7 separate regions of the Mus musculus genome follow, and all the other regions are linked to region 6. The links are chromatin contacts, called in public promoter capture Hi-C maps. All regions are on one chromosome and are shown on one strand. The core of a region is the stretch at or near the end of the contact, and the rest is flanking DNA. Distances in the headings are between cores, read along the strand shown. Region 1 holds the start of Eif6 (eukaryotic translation initiation factor 6). Region 2 holds the start of Rbm12 (RNA binding motif protein 12). Region 3 holds the start of Pofut1 (protein O-fucosyltransferase 1). Region 4 holds the start of Asxl1 (additional sex combs like 1). Region 5 holds the start of Cep250 (centrosomal protein 250). Region 6 holds the start of Chmp4b (charged multivesicular body protein 4B). Region 7 holds the start of Ergic3 (ERGIC and golgi 3).

The links. Promoter capture Hi-C pulls out the DNA fragments that hold promoters and counts their contacts.
Region 1: a contact with region 6 is called in a promoter capture Hi-C map of liver, with 6 times the contacts expected there. The contact joins the promoter of Eif6 here to the promoter of Chmp4b in region 6. A contact is called at or near these places in 12 of 39 promoter capture datasets (the 3T3-L1 cell line, the C10 cell line, the HPC-7 cell line and 7 more), 1 of 484 Hi-C or Micro-C datasets (B cells), 1 of 115 datasets of contacts at active chromatin or transcription factors (memory CD8 T cells) and 1 of 9 other capture datasets (adipose tissue).
Region 2: a promoter capture Hi-C map of liver shows a contact between it and region 6, with 4 times the contacts expected there. The contact joins the promoter of Rbm12 here to the promoter of Chmp4b in region 6. A contact is called at or near these places in 2 of 39 promoter capture datasets (liver and pre-B cells).
Region 3: a promoter capture Hi-C map of hippocampal neurons shows a contact between it and region 6, with 6 times the contacts expected there. The contact joins the promoter of Pofut1 here to the promoter of Chmp4b in region 6. A contact is called at or near these places in 4 of 39 promoter capture datasets (hippocampal neurons, liver and pre-B cells).
Region 4: a contact with region 6 is called in a promoter capture Hi-C map of liver, with 5 times the contacts expected there. The contact joins the promoter of Asxl1 here to the promoter of Chmp4b in region 6. A contact is called at or near these places in 3 of 39 promoter capture datasets (the C10 cell line, liver and pre-B cells).
Region 5: a contact with region 6 is called in a promoter capture Hi-C map of liver, with 5 times the contacts expected there. The contact joins the promoter of Cep250 here to the promoter of Chmp4b in region 6. A contact is called at or near these places in 2 of 39 promoter capture datasets (liver and pre-B cells) and 1 of 115 datasets of contacts at active chromatin or transcription factors (embryonic stem cells).
Region 7: a contact with region 6 is called in a promoter capture Hi-C map of liver, with 3 times the contacts expected there. The contact joins the promoter of Ergic3 here to the promoter of Chmp4b in region 6. A contact is called at or near these places in 3 of 39 promoter capture datasets (the C10 cell line, liver and pre-B cells).

The regions. Positions count from the first base shown.
Region 1 is chr2:155,825,625-155,828,324 of GRCm38.p6, forward strand. Eif6 (eukaryotic translation initiation factor 6) reads right to left here and starts at 1,301. Exons shown (of 6, transcript NM_010579.2): 1 at 703-1,301; 2 at 501-586. The coding sequence starts at 809.
Region 2 is chr2:156,110,622-156,113,321 of GRCm38.p6, forward strand. Rbm12 (RNA binding motif protein 12) reads right to left here and starts at 1,344. Exons shown (of 3, transcript NM_029397.3): 1 at 1,165-1,344. It overlaps Cpne1 (copine I), which reads right to left and starts at 1,344. Exons shown (of 16, transcript NM_170590.3): 1 at 1,165-1,344.
Region 3 is chr2:153,240,281-153,242,980 of GRCm38.p6, forward strand. It overlaps Pofut1 (protein O-fucosyltransferase 1), which reads left to right and starts at 1,252. Exons shown (of 7, transcript NM_080463.3): 1 at 1,252-1,445. The coding sequence starts at 1,307. Plagl2 (pleiomorphic adenoma gene-like 2) reads right to left here and starts at 1,078. Exons shown (of 3, transcript NM_018807.5): 1 at 996-1,078.
Region 4 is chr2:153,344,428-153,347,127 of GRCm38.p6, forward strand. It overlaps Asxl1 (additional sex combs like 1), which reads left to right and starts at 1,403. Exons shown (of 13, transcript NM_001039939.2): 1 at 1,403-1,963. The coding sequence starts at 1,907. It overlaps 2500004C02Rik (RIKEN cDNA 2500004C02 gene), which reads right to left and starts at 1,383. Exons shown (of 2, transcript NR_040318.1): 1 at 1,194-1,383.
Region 5 is chr2:155,955,163-155,957,862 of GRCm38.p6, forward strand. It overlaps Cep250 (centrosomal protein 250), which reads left to right and starts at 1,396. Exons shown (of 33, transcript NM_001130000.1): 1 at 1,396-1,495.
Region 6 is chr2:154,655,773-154,658,472 of GRCm38.p6, forward strand. Chmp4b (charged multivesicular body protein 4B) reads left to right here and starts at 1,254. Exons shown (of 5, transcript NM_029362.3): 1 at 1,254-1,599. The coding sequence starts at 1,410.
Region 7 is chr2:156,006,777-156,009,476 of GRCm38.p6, forward strand. Ergic3 (ERGIC and golgi 3) reads left to right here and starts at 1,252. Exons shown (of 13, transcript NM_025516.5): 1 at 1,252-1,452; 2 at 1,589-1,659; 3 at 1,788-1,875; 4 at 2,084-2,203. The coding sequence starts at 1,365. It also overlaps a transcript of 6430550D23Rik not described here.

The DNA of each region.
Region 1 (2,700 bases), core at 51-2,550, 1.2 Mb after region 6:
AGGGCCATACAGAGAAACCCTGTCTCGAAAAAAACAAAAAAAAAACAAACAAAAAAAGAAATTGTAAGAATTAAATGCAGCTGAACAGGGTGACCTGGGACCTTAGTTATTTCCTGAGGGAGAAACTGATGCTCAAAAACAAGAAGCAACTTGTTCATATTCAGAGGCAGGAGAGAGATGCAAATCCTCTCCTCCGCCCTTAGGTGTGGGACTCTGTAAGTCACATAGTTCCGAGCGACAACCCATGCTTTCCAGTATCCCTGTGAAGGAAAAACGAGACCAAGAATGATAGCCAGCACTTAATGGTATTTCGCTCCGGCTACTCTCAAGTCTGAGAGACAGTGTTCTTGATCTGCAGTTCGAGTCCCACACACCCGTCAGATTCCAAAGTCCACTGGGCCCGAAAGCCTGGGAATCCCCCGATCACTGGGGGTAAGCTCCAGGAAACTAATGACTCAGAGTGCTTCGCTGTGTCCCTCGGCGTCTTCCACCCGCCTTACCCACACACATGCGCCCGATGATTCGGCAGCCGGCGATGGATGCGTGCACCACGGGAATGGCATCGGAGAGCTCACCCTCGAACACACTGTAGAAACACGGATTCGCTGCTTACTGGGGTGGGTCGCTCTTTTCAGACCTCTCGCTCTCCGCCTCCCTTCCCTTCCCGCCCCGGCGGCTCGGGACCAGAAGCTCTCGCCTCACCTATAGAAGTTCTCTGAGCCTCCGATGGCCACCAGGCAGTAGGCGTTTGTGAGTTTGGCAAAACAACCGACCTCACAGTTGTTCTCGAACGACGCTCTGACCGCCATGAGAGAGGCTGGGGGGCAGCACGACTGCGGGTTCTGGGCCGACAGATCCACTCCGGAGCCGGGTCAACCAGCCTCGCCTCCTCAAACCCCGCCCTCTCGGGCCCCTCAGATGCCCGGGCGTGCGGACGGATCCCTCCTGGCTCTCCTGCCCCAAGTCCTCTCGCCCTGCGACCCGGAACTGACTTTTGCCGCCCAGAGTCCCAACAGCTCACCAAGCGACTCCAATGTCTACACGCTGCAACAACTTCTCCCGTAACTAGCTTTCCGTTTCCGCCTCCTCCCAGGCCCGCTTCCGGGAGCGCGCAGGAGCCGGGCGGAGCTGCTGGTCACTCTAGCCCCACCCTTTGGGAGGACTCGATGGTTACTAGGTGACTCCGCCCGACCCCGCCTCCTGCACGTTTTCTTGCTTTAGGTTTTTGGCTTCACCTCCTAGTGGGTCTTTTTAGAAGGAATAATCAATCAAACCTGAGGCTGGGCAAATGAAAAGATGAGGAAATGAGGAACCGGTGTTGTCTGGTTGGAGCTGGATTGATTGGAGGGCTTTATTTACCGAGTAAGGACGGGAAAAGGGCGGATTTGAGAAAGAGGATAATCACACCCCGGCCACGCGGACGGAAGTGGGAATCTGGACCAGTGGCAAGGGTCAAGGGTTGAAGATTGAAATTTGGCATAGAGATCAACCAAGAGACCAGGATAAAGTGGTTGGAGGAGGCATAAGAACCATAGGCTGAAGAAGACAATGGAGACGGGGAAATGTGTTACGGAGAGATTGGAGGAGAAAGGGTTCTAGGGTAAGCAAAGATCTGAGAGCTGACTTGCTTCCTTGATGTGTTTATCACGCAGTTTATCACCCCATCAGCAGCCCTGGGGATAGTGGTATGGCCCATTTTCATAGAATAAACTTGTCTCAACTAGTGTAGAATATACAAAAGTCCCCAGGGTGTCTCAGAATGCCACAGTGGAAGGTAAAAGGAGCAGAGAATCACTTACCGCAGACTGTCTTATGCCATTCATTCTTCTCCAAGAAGATCTGATCTGAAAGGGGCATAAATGGCGCGGCGCCCTTTCCCCAGCCCCATCATACAGTCCCATAACCGAGAACACATCAGATTGCTACGGGGTCTAGCCACAATTGCCTTTATTGATTAGTACCATGCACAGTCTCCTGCAGGTGCTAAGTTCAGGAGAAAGACCCATGACCAGCTGCAGCCCGAGCTTCCAGAGACATTCAGCAAGGTGGTCTGTGTGTTTGTGTCTAAGTGTTCAACTACGTGCTCTGCTTATCTCCCCCAGCTCACCCCAGATCCGCTCATTGAGCCCCACACCACTCTCTGGCTTACTCTACCAAGAACTCTTAACTCTCCTCCACCTGGCTCTCCCCCTGTCCTTCAAGACCAGCCTCCAAGTCAGCCTCTCTCTGATAAGCTTTGTCGATCGCTCTACTATCTCCATGACCCTCTGTCCCTAATACAGTTTTCATCTAATACATCTGTCTTGTTCTCTGAGGTTTGTGCTTTTAAGCTTCAGCCCTCAGAATCTGCATCTAAGTAGCCTTTCGGCTCTAGGGAATGTTCAGGGTGAGGTTGTGAGCACAGCTTGGTGCAGAGTTAGGATGAAGAGTCATATGTGTATTTATAGTTTCTGAGTCTCAGGGGGGCTCTGCAGTGTGTACTAGAAGCTTGAATTTTCTGTGGCCATTCATTTAGGCAGACCATATTGATTATGTACCTGCAACAGAAGTTTTATTTTTGAGTTAATCAGAGAGCTCTGTATACTCGCTCTATGCATCTATGGGTGTACCTAGTCATTGTTCTCTGTGTACTGTACGGGCATCTGAAACATCCTTGTAGTGTCCATGTTTTATGTACATAGAAACACAGGAACTGCAGAT
Region 2 (2,700 bases), core at 94-2,593, 1.5 Mb after region 6:
CCAAAAAGCCCTGAAAGAAATAGTCTCTCCCTTGAGTTGCCATCCATCCTAGTTTTTTCCCACCAAGTCATATAATAAGATTCGCATCAACTTAAATCTTAACGTACACAATAAAATGGTTTCTGCCAACTGCACACACTCAGTCATCTCGGAATCTAGGAGCCAAGAAGGCTTTAGGACCCAGAATACTTCTGCAACACAGCCTGTAATTCGCAACTTTATCTACCAGAATGAATGGATCTTTAGCACTTGAATAAACCACAGGGGACTCCTTAGAACTTCCAATAAAACACACACTTAGGTTACTAACTCGCTTACTAACACGGGCACTCCAACCTGCTACGTTAGTCCATACCCCAATACTAACCTGTAGATCTTTAAAATGCCTTTCCTTCTATTTTACGCGGCTGCAAAGTGGCGCCGCCAACCTTCAGACAGTAAGTAAGCTATCTAAGACACCCACCCTCCTTCCTCCAACTCCCAAAGGTGCTGCAGATAGCAGCCCCTCCCCTAGTTGGGAATCAAGGACCAGCCATCCTAGCTACAATTCTTCAAGCCTCTCCGACCTACAGGGCGGCTCCAATCACCTACACTTAGGAAGCCCCTCCTCAGCGCTAGACCTAGGAAGCTATACACTGCAATCCCTGCACCTCCAGGCCCTAAAAGCGACCGGTTCCCAGCCTCCCAGGACACCTTTCCTCCCCATAGGAATGTCCCTAGTGTAGTCCACTTTTGCAGGTCATAGGCCACTAGGACCTCTTCACTTCGGGGCAGAGGTGAGAGTTAAAACCTCGTTCCCGCTTAAAGCCAACGAAGCCTTCCCCACTAAGCGTGCAGGCGTTTTCATCGCAATCCCCCCCCCCCCGACCCGGTAGTTCGCAGGCCGCGAGGCCACCCGATGCTGGCCGCTTCCCCTCTCAGGACCACCGGGCATCCCCGCTAAGGCCCTGCTCCCACTTCGGCACGCAGACTCCACCTTTCGCATCCTCGGAGGCCCCGGAGCGTGAGCGGCGCCCCAGGACCCCCGCAGCCCCGCCGCGACCCTTTGTGTTGGGCGCTCGCGGCCGCGGGCTCCGAGGCCTGGGAAGGCCCCGCCCCGAGGCACCAAGGAGGCGGCTCGAGCCCCGCACAGCCCCGCCCGTTCCGGGGCTGCGGGAGTCTTACCGGGGAGAGCTTGCGCGGCACCAGAACCCAGACCCGAGTTACCCCCCGCGCGAGTGCCTCAGCCCTGCGGCCGACAGCCCCAGCCCGAACGGCTTTCCCGGAGCCCACTGCAGCCAACACCTCCACAGCCGCTTCACAAAATGGCCGCCCGCCCGCTCCGGCGCTCCGCGTTCCCGGAGTAGGCGGGGCGCCGCTGCCGACGTCACCTGATGGGAGACGCAGGCGCGCTGAGGATTTGGGGTGGGGGCAAAAGCTCGGAAGTTGCAGGTATTTGTGGTGAACCCGGTATTTTAGTAGCTGTTTGCAAAGTCAGACCTGAAGCTATTGTCCAAGGTTCCTTGCAGAGCTTTTAAAGTACAGGCTCCTTTGGCTCTTGGAGACCCCCGTGAAGGGAGAAAAACAATGCCTTCACTGCAGAACTGTCTTGAGGATTAAACGCACCAAGAAGCAAAAGCTTGAACCTTTTTTTGACTATTGAAAAAAAAAAAAATGGGAGGCAGAGGCAGGCGAATTCTGAGTTCGAGGCCAGCCTGGGCTACAGAGTGAGTTCCAGGACAGCCAGGACTATACAGAGAAACCCTGTCTCGAAAAACCAAAAAAGAAAGAAAGAAAGAAAGAAAGAAAGAAAGAAAGAAAGAAAGAAAGAAAGAAAGAAAGAAAGAAAGAAAGAAAGAAAGAAAGAAAGAAAGAAAGAAAGAAAGAAAGAAAGAAAGAAAGAAAGAAAGAAAGAAAGAAAGAGAAAGAAAGAGAGAGAAAGAAAAGAAAGAAAGAAAGAAAGAAAAAGGAAGGAAGGAAGGAAGAGAAAGAAAGAAAGAAAGAAAGAAAGAAAGAAAGAAAGAAAGAAAGAAAGAAAGAAAGAAAGAAAGAAAGAAAGAAAGAAAGAAAGAAAGAAAGAAAGAGAAAATAATCCTGCTTGGCAGTGGTGGCACAAGCCTCTAATCCCCGCACTTGGGAGGCAGAGGCAGGCAGATTTCTGAGTTTGAGACCAGCCAGCACTACACAGAGAAACCCTGTCTTAAACACACACAGAAAGAAAGAAAGAAAGAAAGAAAGAAAGAAAGAAAGAAAGAAAGAAAGAGAGAGAGAGAGAGAGAGAGAGAGAGAGAGAGAGAGAGAGAGAGAGAGAGAGAGAGAGAGAGAGAGAGAGAGAAAGGAAGAAAGGAAGGAAGGAAGGAAGGAAGGAAGGAAGGAAGGAAGGAAGGAAGAGAAAATATTCTTCTGCCATGGGGCTGGAGAGATGTCTCAAAGGTTAAAAGCTCATACTGCTCTTCCTGGCATCTTAAATTCTATGAGCTACATGGAGTGGCTCACAACCTCCTGTAACTCCAGCCTCAAATCTGACTCCCTCCTCTGGCCTCTGTAGGCAGCGACACTAATATGTACAAACTCTCACACAGAGACATTAATAAAAATAAATATAAAAAGAGTAAAATATCTTTCAATATTTCCTATAATCCCCAGTATTTGATTATACAGGGAGACCTAGGCTCTACCAGACTCTGCCCCTTGATTTTGTGTGTGTGTGTGTGCGAGAGA
Region 3 (2,700 bases), core at 2-2,501, 1.4 Mb before region 6:
ACACGGCCAGGAACGCGGCCCGCCACCGCGCCACCGCCCCCTCCCCCCCCCCCCCCCGCGACCCCGATCTGTTCCAAGCTGGACTGAAGCATGGGGCTGAAGTTGTAGGAAGTCTGGCCCTTAGGCCAGCGGAGAGACTACCCTATTTTGTAGTGTGAAATGTTAAATTCTCCCCACAATTGGAAGGTGGATGTAAAGAGTGGAGACAAGAGACGGGAATTCAATAGTAAGTCTAAAAAGTCTAATAGGATCTGGGGTGGGAAGAGCAAGCATGCACGGTAAAGAATTACGAGCACGTTATTTGAGTCTCTAAGAGACCCCATGGGGGGAAGAGGTAGGGAGATTCTAAAGGTCGAAAGAGCGAGTTCTCTGAATTTCAAACGGGTGTAGAAATGGGACCCTCCCGAAGGAAAATGCCTAAACTTTCCACAATATGATCACTGGGAAGGGAACTTCAGCTAGGGCTTTATTTTGGGTTCTTCGGCCCGAGGTACTGCAGAAAAGCCTGAAAGCAGGTTTATGAAAGTCTGGAAAACGAAAGAGCTTAGAGCAGACTATTTGGAGCAGGAAAAGGAAGGTTATGTGGGTCGGGGTAGGCGTGTCCGAGGGTGGGAACAGGTGCAGCTTATCTATGCCCCCCAGACCGCGATCCCGAGGAAGGTTAGCTGCGTGTTATCTGGGTCTCCAGGGAGTCTGGGGGGTCCAGACTAGGGGACCCTCAGGCTGAGTTTCCAGGTCTAGGAATGGAGGGAGCCTGAAAGGCTTGTTCCGGTCCCCTGGGCACAGGTCTGAGGTCCGGGGAACGTTTTCGTCACTACGGGGCCTATCGGGGGCCCGGCTAGAGCAAAGGGGGCCCCTACTCAGGGGTGTGGGCGACCGCGCTGGGCGGCCCGAAGTGAGGGGCGCCGCCGCTCCGAGAGCCGGGCGTGTGGGCGCAGCGCGACGGCCTCCCGCCCCGCTCCCCACCATCCCCCAGGACCCTCGCCGGCACTCACTGCGCTCGGGACCCCGCGCTGCGGGCCGGGCCGCGCTCGGGCTCCGCCAGGCCCGCTCAGGCCCCGGTAGTGGCGGCGGTCGGGCCATTGTGCGGTGCATTGTGGGAGCCGCGCGAGCGGGCGCTCGGGTCGTGGAGGGGGCGGTGCCGCGGGCTCTCTATGGTCCCGCCCGCCCGCGGGCTAGAGAGGCCCAGCCGGCGCGCGGGCGGCGCGCGGGGAGCACTGGGAGCGGGGCGGCCACTCGCGCCTCTTCTTCCCTCCCACCCCCTCCCCGCCTCCGGGCCGTGGCACTCTGGGGCTCTGCCGTCGACATGGGCGCCGCCGCGTGGGCACCGCCACACCTGCTGCTGCGGGCGTCTTTCCTGCTTCTGCTGCTGTTGCTGCCGCTCCGCGGGCGGTCAGCGGGCTCCTGGGACCTGGCCGGTTACCTGCTCTACTGTCCCTGCATGGGTAAGGCCTCCGGAACCCTCTGCTTAAACGGAGAAACTGAGGCGGAGGAGGCGGAGCCACTTCTCTGAGGCGCCCGGAGACTTCTCAGGTCCAGAGGAGAACACCAGAGAGGGGCAGGGCCTGTGTTCTTCCCTGCCCTACTTGCCTGGGTACAGAGGACCCATTGGTGTTCAACTTGCCATTCGACAGATGGGAGAAGTTAAGTGACTCACTCGAGGTCTAATCAGTCTCAGATCAGTAGATGGAGTTTGTAGGACAAGACCTGCCCGCACTGTCTCGTGGCAATTCTTGCATTCATTCAGCAAAGAATTTATATGCCCCCCCCCCTTTTTTTTAATGTCCCAGGCGCTGTTGTCTGTGCTGGTGGTGAATGAAACAGATAAATCTCATAGGATTCTTCATTTTAGGAAGACAGACAATAAAAAGTTTTTAAGTGCGTGCAGAATTTGTACAAGATGATTCAAACTGGGGTAATAAAAGATAACCAAGGACTCCTAAGAACCAGCGGAGGGATGCAACTTAAATGCAGTCGTGGATCATCATTATATAATCCATCCCTTCTCTCAATCCTTGAGTAGCTTGCATTCCTGACCATGGCCATCATCTGATGGCCTGACCTTGCAAGATTGGCTCCACTCTTCTCCACACCCCTTCTCCCATGGCCCTCTGGCTACAGCCATAGTAACCGGCTTTCTATTGCTTACAGACATAAAGGTCTATGAGCTATTCTTCTCGGAGTACCTTCCTATAATTTCTGCTAACTCTTTCTCATCCTTGAAGTCTCAACATACGTGTCACCAAAGAGGACTCCATTGACCTCTCTACTTGTCATTTCCTGAGTCTCCCTGTCACCAAACCTTTTCATTTTTTCCCTTGCAATCATCAAAATATACCATAAGGAATTTGTTTTCATGTTTAGTGTCTCCTAACCTGAATTAGAATGGAATGCCTTGAGGACAGAAACCTTATCCTTCTGATTTTATATTATAACATCTAGCACAGTACCTGGCACATTTCAGCCTTGCAGTGTTTCTGGAATGGATGAATGGCTGCCATATTGATGATAGCCAAATGTGCTTGCATACAACTTTAATCTCAGCACTAGAAGCCAGAGGCAGGTGGATTTCTGTGAGTTTAAGGCCAACCTGATCACATAGAGAATTCCAGAGTAGCCAGGGCTACATAGTGAGACTCTGGCAAAACAAAACAAACAAAAACCAGATAGACCTTTGTGTTTAAAGCATTCACAGCCTGC
Region 4 (2,700 bases), core at 153-2,652, 1.3 Mb before region 6:
ACAATAACAATAAAATAATTTTAGATGTAGTTCTCCCCTCGCTTTTGGGATGAAATGAGAAGAGTGTTTCTGTTTATTGAATTTGAGTCTTGGGTGAGCACTAATAAGGACCGCTGAGTCCTTTAGGTACAAGGGTTGGACTGCTGGGTGATTTCTTCGTCTCAGCACTGGCTGCCTGTGTACTAACACCACAAGAGTACAGGGTGTTTTTTTACCCACATAAACCTTTCAAAAACTGTAAAACCTGGCCATCAATCCAGTTCAAGACTGTAGAGATGTTTCTGTACTTTGGGCCAACAAACACAGAAAAATAATGTTCTGGGTGCTTCAAACCTTATCATCCTGTCACTGCAATCAAGGAACAGAGGCTCCATTGCCCACTGTGTAGTAATAACAGCTCTCATTTATTCTACAGCAGAAGCCAAATTACATGAGCCTAATATCAGGATCTTCCACATTCTCTCCCATCTTCTAGATACTTCATGCTAATTTGTACCCCATCAAGGTTGTGGGATACTATGCTAACATTGATCAAACAGGCTCAGCGGGGTTAGGAGTAGTCAAGGAGTCACAACTAGGATTCTAAATCTAGGTTGGCTGACATTAGGACTTGACCTCTCTCCGGGCAACTGCGTCTAAATATACACTCAGGTGCATTTAGATTTCTGTGGATGGACCTTCAGTGTTTACCTACTATCGGATCATCAAATTCACCTGGCGGCAACGCTGCTGGAAACTGCAGGTGCATTCTCTGCAAACACACAGAGGTATTACAAGAGGAAATGGGTTAATCACCTAAGTCGGTCAATCGTGCAATAACCGTTTTACTGATATGAGTGTCTCTTTGCTTATTACTATGCGCCAGTTGACTCATTTAAGGGTGGGCCAAAAAGAAAAGTCCTGCTTTTTGTCACCCACCAGAAGTCCAGAAGAGAACTGTGTATGCGGTGGGGGATGGTGCAGTGGAAGCAGGGTAGCAGACTACCAACTCCAGATCCGAAACCGCACTGGACCCGCCACCAGAATCAAAAAAAAGCTTTGAACGGGTTAACCGCGCGCGCGGCCAGGGGGGAGTCCAGCCACCGCCCCTTCCCAGCACCACCTCCCAGAAACCCTCAGGCCTCCGCTAGTTCCCGAACCTCGCGAGACCCCGCCCCATCTTTTTCTGACCGACTTCCCGCCCCCTTCTTTACCGTGCTTGGAGCGCAGCGGGGTACGGAAGAAAGTGGGCGGAAAACAGGAGCCCGGGGCACTCCGGGAAATGTGGTCCAAGCACTTGAGGCAGCCATTTTCTTCCGGAGAGGGGTAGGCCAGGAAGCCAGTGAGGACTACAAATCCCAGCCACCCTTTCGGTTTGTTTTTGTTCAAAAAAAAAAAAAAAAAACCCACACTCCCCCTCCTCACTCTTCTCTCTCACACACACGCGGGCACACACATACACACACATACCCACGGCAGACACGCACGCATCCGAGCGTCGAAAGGAAAGCCGCGTCTCGCCATCCGGGCCCGCCCGCCACTAGTTCGCTCTTGGGTTTCCCAGCAGCGCGGGAACGCGGAGGCCGGAGCCGTGACCTCTGACCCCGTGGTTATGCGGAGCCGCCGCATTCCTTAGCCATCGCGGGGCTGCCGCTGCCGCTGCCACCGTGGGCGACTGACGCAGCGCGGGCGCGTGGAGCCGCCGCCGCCCCTCCCCCCAGCGCCACCCTCGCGCCGGGGTCTCGCTCTAGCCAGTCCCGGTGCGCCCGCCCTCTCCGGCCGCACCCGAGCCCTCGCACGCGCCGCCGCCGCCACGCGCCCCCCGCCGCTGCCGCCGCCTCCGCCCCAGCCCCGCGCCGCCACCGCCCCAGTCCGCCCCGCCCGAAGGACCCGCGTGGAGCCGCCACCGCCGCCGCGGAGGAGGAGGATGAAGGACAAACAGAAGAGGAAGAAGGAGCGCACGTGGGCCGAGGCCGCGCGCCTGGTGAGCCGAGCTGCCCGGGGGGCCGCGGCGGGGGGCGTAGGGGGTGGGCTCCGCGCGGCTCCCCGGGCGGGGGAGGGGCGAGGCCCTGCCCACCGCAGCAGGGGGCGGGGCCGCCCGGGTGTGGAGCTCCCGAGGTCCCGGGCCCGAGGAGGCTGGGACGCCTTTTCTCTGCATCCCCCCACCCCTTGAATTCCTGCGGAGGGGCGAGCTGGCAAGCGGCTCCTCCCCCCTCCGAGCGCCCGGGCGCCAGTCTCCCCTCCCCCCACGTTGGCAGCAGCAGCGGGGGGTCCCGGGGAAAGCGCCCGTTTATTCTTCTGCGGGGAGTTAGGTTTCCGGGAAAGGTCGGAAGTGCTTCCCCGGACTTCTTCGTGGGCAGAGGTGTGTGGGTCACTAAGACACCGTAGGGGTGGGAAAAGTGCCCCTGGTTTCAAGGACGCGAGAAGCATTTAGAGCGTTGGCAATTTAAACCAGGTGTGTGTCGGAAAGCAGTCGCTAAGGACCGATGTGAACCCTGAGTAGTGGTTCTCAAACTACTAGAGTGCCCGGTGGGAGCATACCTGGGGACTTTGTTTCAAACATTGGCACTAGGGCTCATTTTAAACACACTGAACTCGAGATTCCTCTGAGAAACAGTACTTTAGGCAGCTGCTTAAGCGATTGTTATGCCGGTGACCCTCGAATATTTAAATCACACTGAGCCCTGTGACTACAATGGGGGGTAGGCAGTTTGCAGAGGA
Region 5 (2,700 bases), core at 146-2,645, 1.3 Mb after region 6:
GAATCGAAGTGTCAAGTCCCACCTCGTGTCTTGGTATATACTGAGATGATTCATTTCTTTGTTTTTGCTTATTTGTTTGTTTTGTCTCTACTAAAATTATAACCAACTGGGAATCAAATAAAAATTTAATGCTGGCCTGGAGAGATGGCTCAGGGGTTATATAGCAGTGACTGCTTTTCCAGAGGTCCTGAGTTCAATTCTCAGCAACCTCATGGTGCTCACAACCATCTGTAATGGGATCGGACGCCCTCTTCTGGTGTGTCTGAAGACAGCTACAGTGTACTAATATAAATGAATAAAAAATTCACACACACACAAAAGAAAGAAAGAAAGAAAGAAAGAAAGAAAGAAAGAAAGAAAGAAAGAAAGAAAGAAAGAAAGAAAGAAAGAAGGGAGGGAGGGAGGGAGGAAGAAAGAAAGGAGGGAGGGAGGGAGGAAGAAAGAAAGAAAGAAGGGGAAGAAGGAAGGGAGGGAGGGAGGGAGGGAGGGAGGGAGGGAGGGAGGGAGGAAGGAAGGAAGGAAGGAAGGAAGGAAGAAAGAAAGAAAGAAAGAAAGAAAGAAAGAAAGAAAGAAAGAAAGAAAGAAAGAGAGAAAGAGAGAAAGAGAGAAAGAGAGAAAGAGAGAAAGAGAGAAAGAGAAAGAAAAGCCGGGCAGTGGTGGCGCACGCCTTTAATCCCAGCACTTGGGAGGCAGAGGCGGGCGGATCTCTGAGTTTGAGGCCAGCCTGGTCTACAGAGTGAGTTCCAGGACAGCCAGGGCTACACAGAGAAACCCTGACTCGAAAAACCAAAATAAATAAATAAATAAATGAAAAAAATCAATGCTAAGAAAATGCGTCAATAATGATTGTACAATATATTATCAAAATAACTCCCCGTTCCTAGCGGAACGCAGTCAAGTAGCGGTAGTCATAACCGGACAAAGTAGCCAACGACACAGTTGTTTGCGAATGTTCTGTTTCCTGGGGCTGCGTGGAGGATCAGTAAAGATCTAAAGCTGAGACATTCGTTTGCCCAGATTTAACTGGAGCTAGGTGCTTTCACCCAGTTACTGTACTTGGCTTTGTTGGTGAGACAGTGCGCAGGTGCACCGAGACCTTGGCTACACGCATGCGCAGTACTTAACTCTGAAGCCACAGGCGGGAGCTTACGGGCGAGTGTTTCTTCTCCACCTCAGAACGTTCAGTGCTAGAATTCAGAGACGGTGACTGTCTTTACTTTTGGAGAGCGACCTTGGTCTCACTATATCCCCCCCTTTCCTTTTGGGCTTCTCTAGTAAGTTGGCTGCCAGTACTTAATATGGCGAGAGGTTTGCAGCGGCGCACTCATTCCCGGCGCTCGGCTGGACTGGGCTGGGCGGTTCCCCACGAAAGGGCGGGAGTTTGACGGGCGGGGCCTGGCCTCCAGACTGAGGGCGGCCCCAGGCCGGGCCTGCAGGTTGCTGCAGCGGCCTCGGTAGCTGCGGAGCGCTTCGGGATCCCCGGGAACCGACTCTGGTGAGGTGGGCAGGGGCAGGCGGGAGGCGCTGAGCGTAACGGTCCGAGGTCCAGGGCCTGGGCGCCCGCGGGGATGTCGCCTGGACAGCGGCTTCCTGTATCCCGGGAGGCACCCCGGGCCCAGAGAGGGGCTGGGACCTGTCCCAGTGGTCGGGGCCTGCCTGCCTCAGTTTCCTGCTGCAGCCGCCGCCCAGAGAACCTCACACTCGGGTGGCCCACTGTCGTAGCCCGGAGCTGACGGGATGAGATGCTGCGCGCCCTGCGGATCACGCTCCGTGCACCCGGGAGTTTTGCAGCGCCCTGTGCTCATACGGCTTTGCATGTGATCTTCCCCTGAAAGTCCGCTCTCAGCCCACTGCCCCATTATCAGAACTTTGATTTTTCAGAACTCAAAGATCACTTCTTTAAAAATCTTTCTTGAGGCCTGCTCCAGGCTCAACTGATCAGATTCTTGCCTTTTGCGAACTTTGCCCAAGTCAGTGTTCTGCCACTCTTTCTTGTTCTGGGCTTGTTAGAAATCATGTCCTTTTTTTTCAACTCTTATGCCCTATGATGACTACTAGTAACTAAAAAAAAGTTACTGAATAGTCGAAAGATGACAGCTCTATTAAATGCATTACCTACAAAGGCCCCTTTAATCCATGCAGCGATCTATGGTGTGCGTTCTGTATATTCACGTTTTATGCACGAAGAAACAAGCACTTATAAATCAAGTTTCACAATGAGCTAGAACCCCCTACGAATATTATGACTTAACTAGATTGCCTTTAGTTTGCTGTTTATACGTTAGCCTGTAAGATATGGAGGTCAGGGTTGCAACTCACGTTTCAATAAAAGGGCTGCTTTTTTTTTTAACCCAGCGTCTTATGCAGCCAGTCAGTGTTGAGATTTCAGGCCTGTGAGTCTAGGCTGGGCCCTGAGAAAGCTTATGAAGTAGGATTGATAATATTACCAAATCGATAGTTTTCTTAACAAAAATCAAGGCCAGCTCTGCACTGTCTTACTGGTACATCTACACCCTGTGCTGCAGGAACATATTGTCACATTTTGCTCAAATTACCTCAGAAAGCTTCAGGTGTGGATGTCATTAATTCATTCCCCTTAGGAAATGCTCTGCAGTGCTGTGAGTTTTATATTTTTTGATTTTGGCAGCTAATGAAATGAGAATAGAATTTGGAATTGAATTAGACTTTGATTTCCGCTTT
Region 6 (2,700 bases), core at 4-2,503:
TACTGAGCTTATACTTCCATATCATTGATCATCATGAAAGCAGGTCAGAACTCAAACAGACAGGAGGTTTTTTCTTTTTCTTTCTTTCTTTCTTTCTTTCTTTCTTTCTTTCTTTTTTTTTTTTCAGTGCCAGAAATACAATTACATTCAGGAGGTTTTTTCAAGTCAGGGTTTCTCTGTATAGCCCTGGCTGTCCTGGAACTCAGTCTGTAGACTAGGCTGGCCTATAACTCAGAAATCTACCTGCCTCTGCCTTTGCCTCTGGGATTAAAGGCATGTGCCACCACATGGCAGCCCTCTTATCTCAGCCTTTCAAAAGATGTGAGATTATAGGCATGAATTGCCAAGTCCTGTTTAAAACACACATCTTTATTTGAGTGCCTGTAGTCAGCTGGGCCCTTTATATTCCTATCTCACTTACAAACTCTTTTAAGAGGACTTGTGACAATTTCAAATTTACAGCTTTGGAAAGCAAGAGGAAGTAAGTATCTAAATGAATATTCGAGGCTGATTTTGAAGCTTTGCTGTTGAATTACACTGCCAAGGTGGTTAGTCTATTTTAGGTTTCAGAAGGTCTCTTAGGTGAATAAAGAGAATGACAGCTCATCCAAGTAGAGAGAACTGACCGGTCTGGTAAAGTAAGCTAGTTAGACAGCCAGTTTCCTGGGCTTGATTCACTGACATATAAATTAGGAACAGCACAGATCCAACACTTCAGAGGCAGAGACAGGCCAGCCTCTGATCCTTAGGAACTTCAAGGCCAGCTTAGGCTACATGAAAGTCTGGTTCCAAAACAGACACACAAAATAGGAACAGCATTATCTGTTGTAAACTGCTTTAAGAATCAAATGTGATTATGATTGTAAAGTACTATGTTCCAGAGATCATAGAAAATGAGTGATGTTGTTATCACTATTACTTCCCGTGCTGTGAATTAGGTCCAGGGTTCTATCACGGACCAGCACAACGAACCCCTCTTTTTGTAATAGTTATTTCTTCTCTTCCTGGTCTTTCATCTCTACGGAACACATTCCAAAGAGACTACATTTTCCAGCATGCCACATTGCCCTTTGACCTCTGCGAGACTAAAAAGATGCGCCATAGTACGCCAGGAGCCGGAAAACTCAGACTCCCGGCTTGCAGCGCGCGGTCCTCCCTTAGACTCGAGGGGCTGCGGGCGCGTGGTGCTCTGGGAGCTGTAGTCAGCGGCGCGTTGCCCTGACGCCGGCCGGGCCCGGGCGTGGGGGCCTGTGGGAGGTGGCGCGGCCGGGCCCAGCTGCGGGGCGGAGGTGGAGGCGAGGCCTGCGGCTGCGGGGAGCGGCAGGCCGGGAGTGGGCGCGGGAGCCGAGCCGAGCCGAGCCGAGCCGAGCCGGAGTGGGCGCCGGAGGCCGGCGCGGCGAGCAGCAACCATGTCGGTGTTCGGGAAGCTGTTCGGGGCTGGAGGGGGTAAGGCGGGCAAGGGCGGCCCGACCCCCCAGGAGGCCATCCAGCGGCTTCGGGACACGGAGGAGATGTTAAGCAAGAAGCAGGAGTTCCTGGAGAAGAAAATCGAACAGGAGCTGACGGCTGCCAAGAAGCACGGCACCAAAAATAAACGCGGTGAGACGGCTGGGGCCCCATCAGACTCTCCACTGGCTCTCCTAAGGCTCCCCAGGCCCGGACTCCACTTTGTCTAACTCGTTTCGGGGTCTCTCTCGACTCTGGAACTCTCCGGCCAGACTTCTTTCGTTGTCCAGCCGAGCCGGGGATCCCTTTCCATCTGACTCCTTCTGGGTCTCCTTGAGCCGGTTCACTTGCATCATCAGACTCCCTTCAAACTCTCCCTACCCTGGCAGGCCTCTTCTGACCCAGATCTCACAGCACTTTAACTTTGCTCAGTCTGTTCCACTCTGTTCCATTGTATTCTTTTCTCTTTGGCCTCACCCATCTTCCCAGCCACTGCCTCTACCCCCACCTTGGTTCATTTCTTTGCCCCACCCTATCATTTATGTGTTTCTTGGTCCACCTCTGTCCTCTCCTGAGCCCTTGGTGACGTCTGAGCTGCCTTCTGCCCCTGACTTAGGAGTCTTCTTGAGAAGCTTCCTTTATGGAGAAAAAAGAGAACTGGGGAGTGAAGAGACCCTCTGGGACCCGCTCTGTCTGTTCACTTGTTGAGTGTACTTGTTAAGTTTTGAGTTCCACATCCACCGGCTAGGAGCTGGCCACTGGAAGACCTAAGATGTCGATAACCCTGTGATTCTCAGAGCTTCCGTGTTGTAAGCCTTACCCTCTTGTGACTCACCACTTCCCCGTTCCTCCTGAACCAGAAATGACGAGGACTCTGCCTCTGTTGACCCAGTCCTGTTGTTGATTGGAACTTGAAAGCTTCTTTGCTTCCTGTCTAGGAATCGAAACTGTCTAGGAAGTACCTTGTAGTTTTCTTCAGTGAGATGGATGTGAAAATGTGTGAATGACTGTAAAGAAAGTCAAAATGCTCATGTGTGTTTTTGTTACAACAATGTGAGCATGAATCATAGCGTGACAGGTCACCCCTTGAGAGTGGGCCGAAGTTGAGAGATAGAGAGAGGTGGGGGGGGGGGGCTGGCTTAGGAATCATGCAAACAAGTATTTAACCCAGAAGGTTACCAGGGAAATTTCTTCCGGGACTGTGACCTTTAGTGGATTTATCCTCCTAAGAGTGTTTATAATATCCAGTACTAG
Region 7 (2,700 bases), core at 2-2,501, 1.4 Mb after region 6:
GGAGACTGAGCACAGCATGGTTGCTGGCTGCTCTTTCAGGGGACCCTGGTTCAGTTCCCAGCACACATTGGGTGACTCAGAACTGCCCATAAGTCCAGATTTCAGGGATCCAATGCCCCGTACTATCATCTGGTACACATAAACACATGTAGACACACATAAAAATAGTTAATAAATCTTCAAAACAGAAACCTCCCATGAGACGCTAAGAGGCTGAGGCAGGAGTCCAGGTGTTCCTGGTCAGCCAGAGCAGCAGAAAGACACTTTCTTAAAACAAAACTATTGAGCACTTTGTTTTAGTCTTTATAGCGGTATTAAGCTGTCTAGAGCTAATGGGTTACAACAGAAAGCAAATAAGGGTTTGTTTAATCTCCACTCCATAGCCTTGTCCTGGAGGGGTGGAATCAGCGAACGTCTTTATTTTATTTATTGACCCACACTGGGATTAGCACTTGGACGCTGTTTAAGAACCCAGGGTACTCTGAAGTCCAGAACTGGGTTCCACTATTGATCAGTTTAAGCTTGAAAAAAAAAGCAAAGTTAACACCCACTCTCTTTTAAAAATAACTTATAGATTATATTTACTTTTTTGTGAGTGTAGTCAAGGGCACGCCACGGCATTCATATGGAGGTCAGAGGACATTTTGCAAGAATCAGTTTTTTTCCACCATGTGGGTCCTGGGTATAGAACTCAGAATTGGCAGCAAATGCCTTCACCTTGCAAGCCAGTTAATACCCACTTCCCCCTGCAGAGATTCTCATGCCTTAACCGCATTGGAAACACCTTGGAGCCACTTTTGACTTTCTAATGAGGGAACCAATGATTTCCTTGGAACCGATTTCTTTCTTTCTTTTTTCTTTTGTAATTTTTCAAGCCAGGGTTTCTTTGCGTAACATCCCTGGCTGTCTTGGAACTCTCTTTGTAACCCAGGCTGAACTCGAACTCACAGACATCCGCTTGACTCTGTCTTCTGAGTGCTGGGATTAAAGAGTGCGCCCACCCCGGTTTGGAACCAATTCTAATTAACGCTGCGGTGGCTCTGGCGGGGTCAAGTTGGAAGCGCTGTCCTAAGAGATCCAAAGGTCCAAGGAGAGGCACTTACCACAGGTGCTGTCACTCCGCACCCAAGCACCGCCCTCTGTGCTCCCAGCCCGCCCCTCTCGGAGCACTGCCCAATCCGCGCGAGGAGGCGTGACAATGTCCACAAGCTAGACTGCCTTTGAGGAGGCAGGTGAGGGGGTGGAGCCCCACTTACGCACCGCTACGCCTGCGCAAGACAGCGAGGGGCGTGACCCCGGGTCCAGGCCGGAAGCGGGAGGCTGGAGGGGCGGGCCGGCTGGTGTCCCCTTTCCGGCCGGTCCCCATGGAGGCGCTGGGGAAGCTGAAGCAGTTCGATGCCTACCCTAAGACTCTGGAGGACTTCCGGGTCAAGACCTGCGGGGGTGCCACGGGTAGGTCTCGGCGCGGGCAGGGTTGCAAGGAGGGAGCTGTCCTCGCGTTCGGCCCGGGCTCCCGGACCCTCCGTGGCCTGCTAAGGGGCTGAGGGGTGGGATATAGGCCGTTCCAAATCTCGCTCTCGCCCTGCAGTGACCATCGTCAGTGGCCTTCTCATGCTCCTGCTTTTCCTATCGGAGTTGCAGTATTATCTCACTACGGAGGTGAGGGGCGTGGCCTAGAGCGTGGGCGGGGCCTGGCATTCTAAGGGCAGGACCCTTAAAGGTGGGAGAGGGGAGGAGAGGCGAGGAGAGGCATAGGGGCGAATCTGACTGAGGTAGACATGCTCTAGGTGCATCCTGAGCTCTACGTGGACAAGTCTCGGGGGGATAAACTGAAGATCAACATCGATGTTCTTTTCCCGCACATGCCTTGTGCCTGTGAGTACCCGATTGTGAGTGGGGAGTTGGACTCCTGGACGTAGGGTGGGCTTCCAGATTTACACCTCTGGCCTTAGATCCCAGAGTGAATGCCAGGCCATCCTCATTCCCCGAGTCCATTTCTTCCTCAAGATACATCTTTCCCATCAAAGCTCAGCTCTCCGGGTCCCTGGTGTCGTAGCGCCTTAGCTTGCCTCTCTGTTTCCAGACTTGAGCATCGATGCCATGGACGTGGCCGGGGAGCAGCAGCTGGATGTGGAACACAACCTGTTCAAGAAACGACTAGACAAGGATGGCGTCCCCGTGAGCTCAGAGGCTGAACGGCACGGTAACCAGGGGAGGGGGACAGGTCTCCGATCCTACAGCTGGACATGCCTGCCTTCCACACATGGGCCGTTGCAGGCTCAGTGACACCGTAGACAGAAGTCAGCTGGCTTGCTTAGGGTTCTACAACTATTAAAAATCAAGAGTCAGTTGAATCCATGCTTCTGGTATTGGAACATTGAGTAGAATACCTTAGGGGCTGGAGAGAGGGCCCAGTGGTTAAGAGCAAGACACTTTGCTCGGTTATCGTTTCTCAAGCTTGAACATGGGTCTTCCTTAGGTAAAGGAAGTTTGCTTGTCCACCTCATTGGCTAGAGTACTGTCCCCCGTTGCAGTGCGAGTATCCTAAGATTAAGAGCTTAAATTCTCGAGTAGAGTTGCCTGGGTTCGGATCTAGCATTGTCTTGCAGTTTGTGAGCATGATGCAGGGCTGGATGCAATACAGATGGGTCTCAGCTTACAACACTCTGACTTGGAGATGGTTTGAAAGCACGCCTGTAC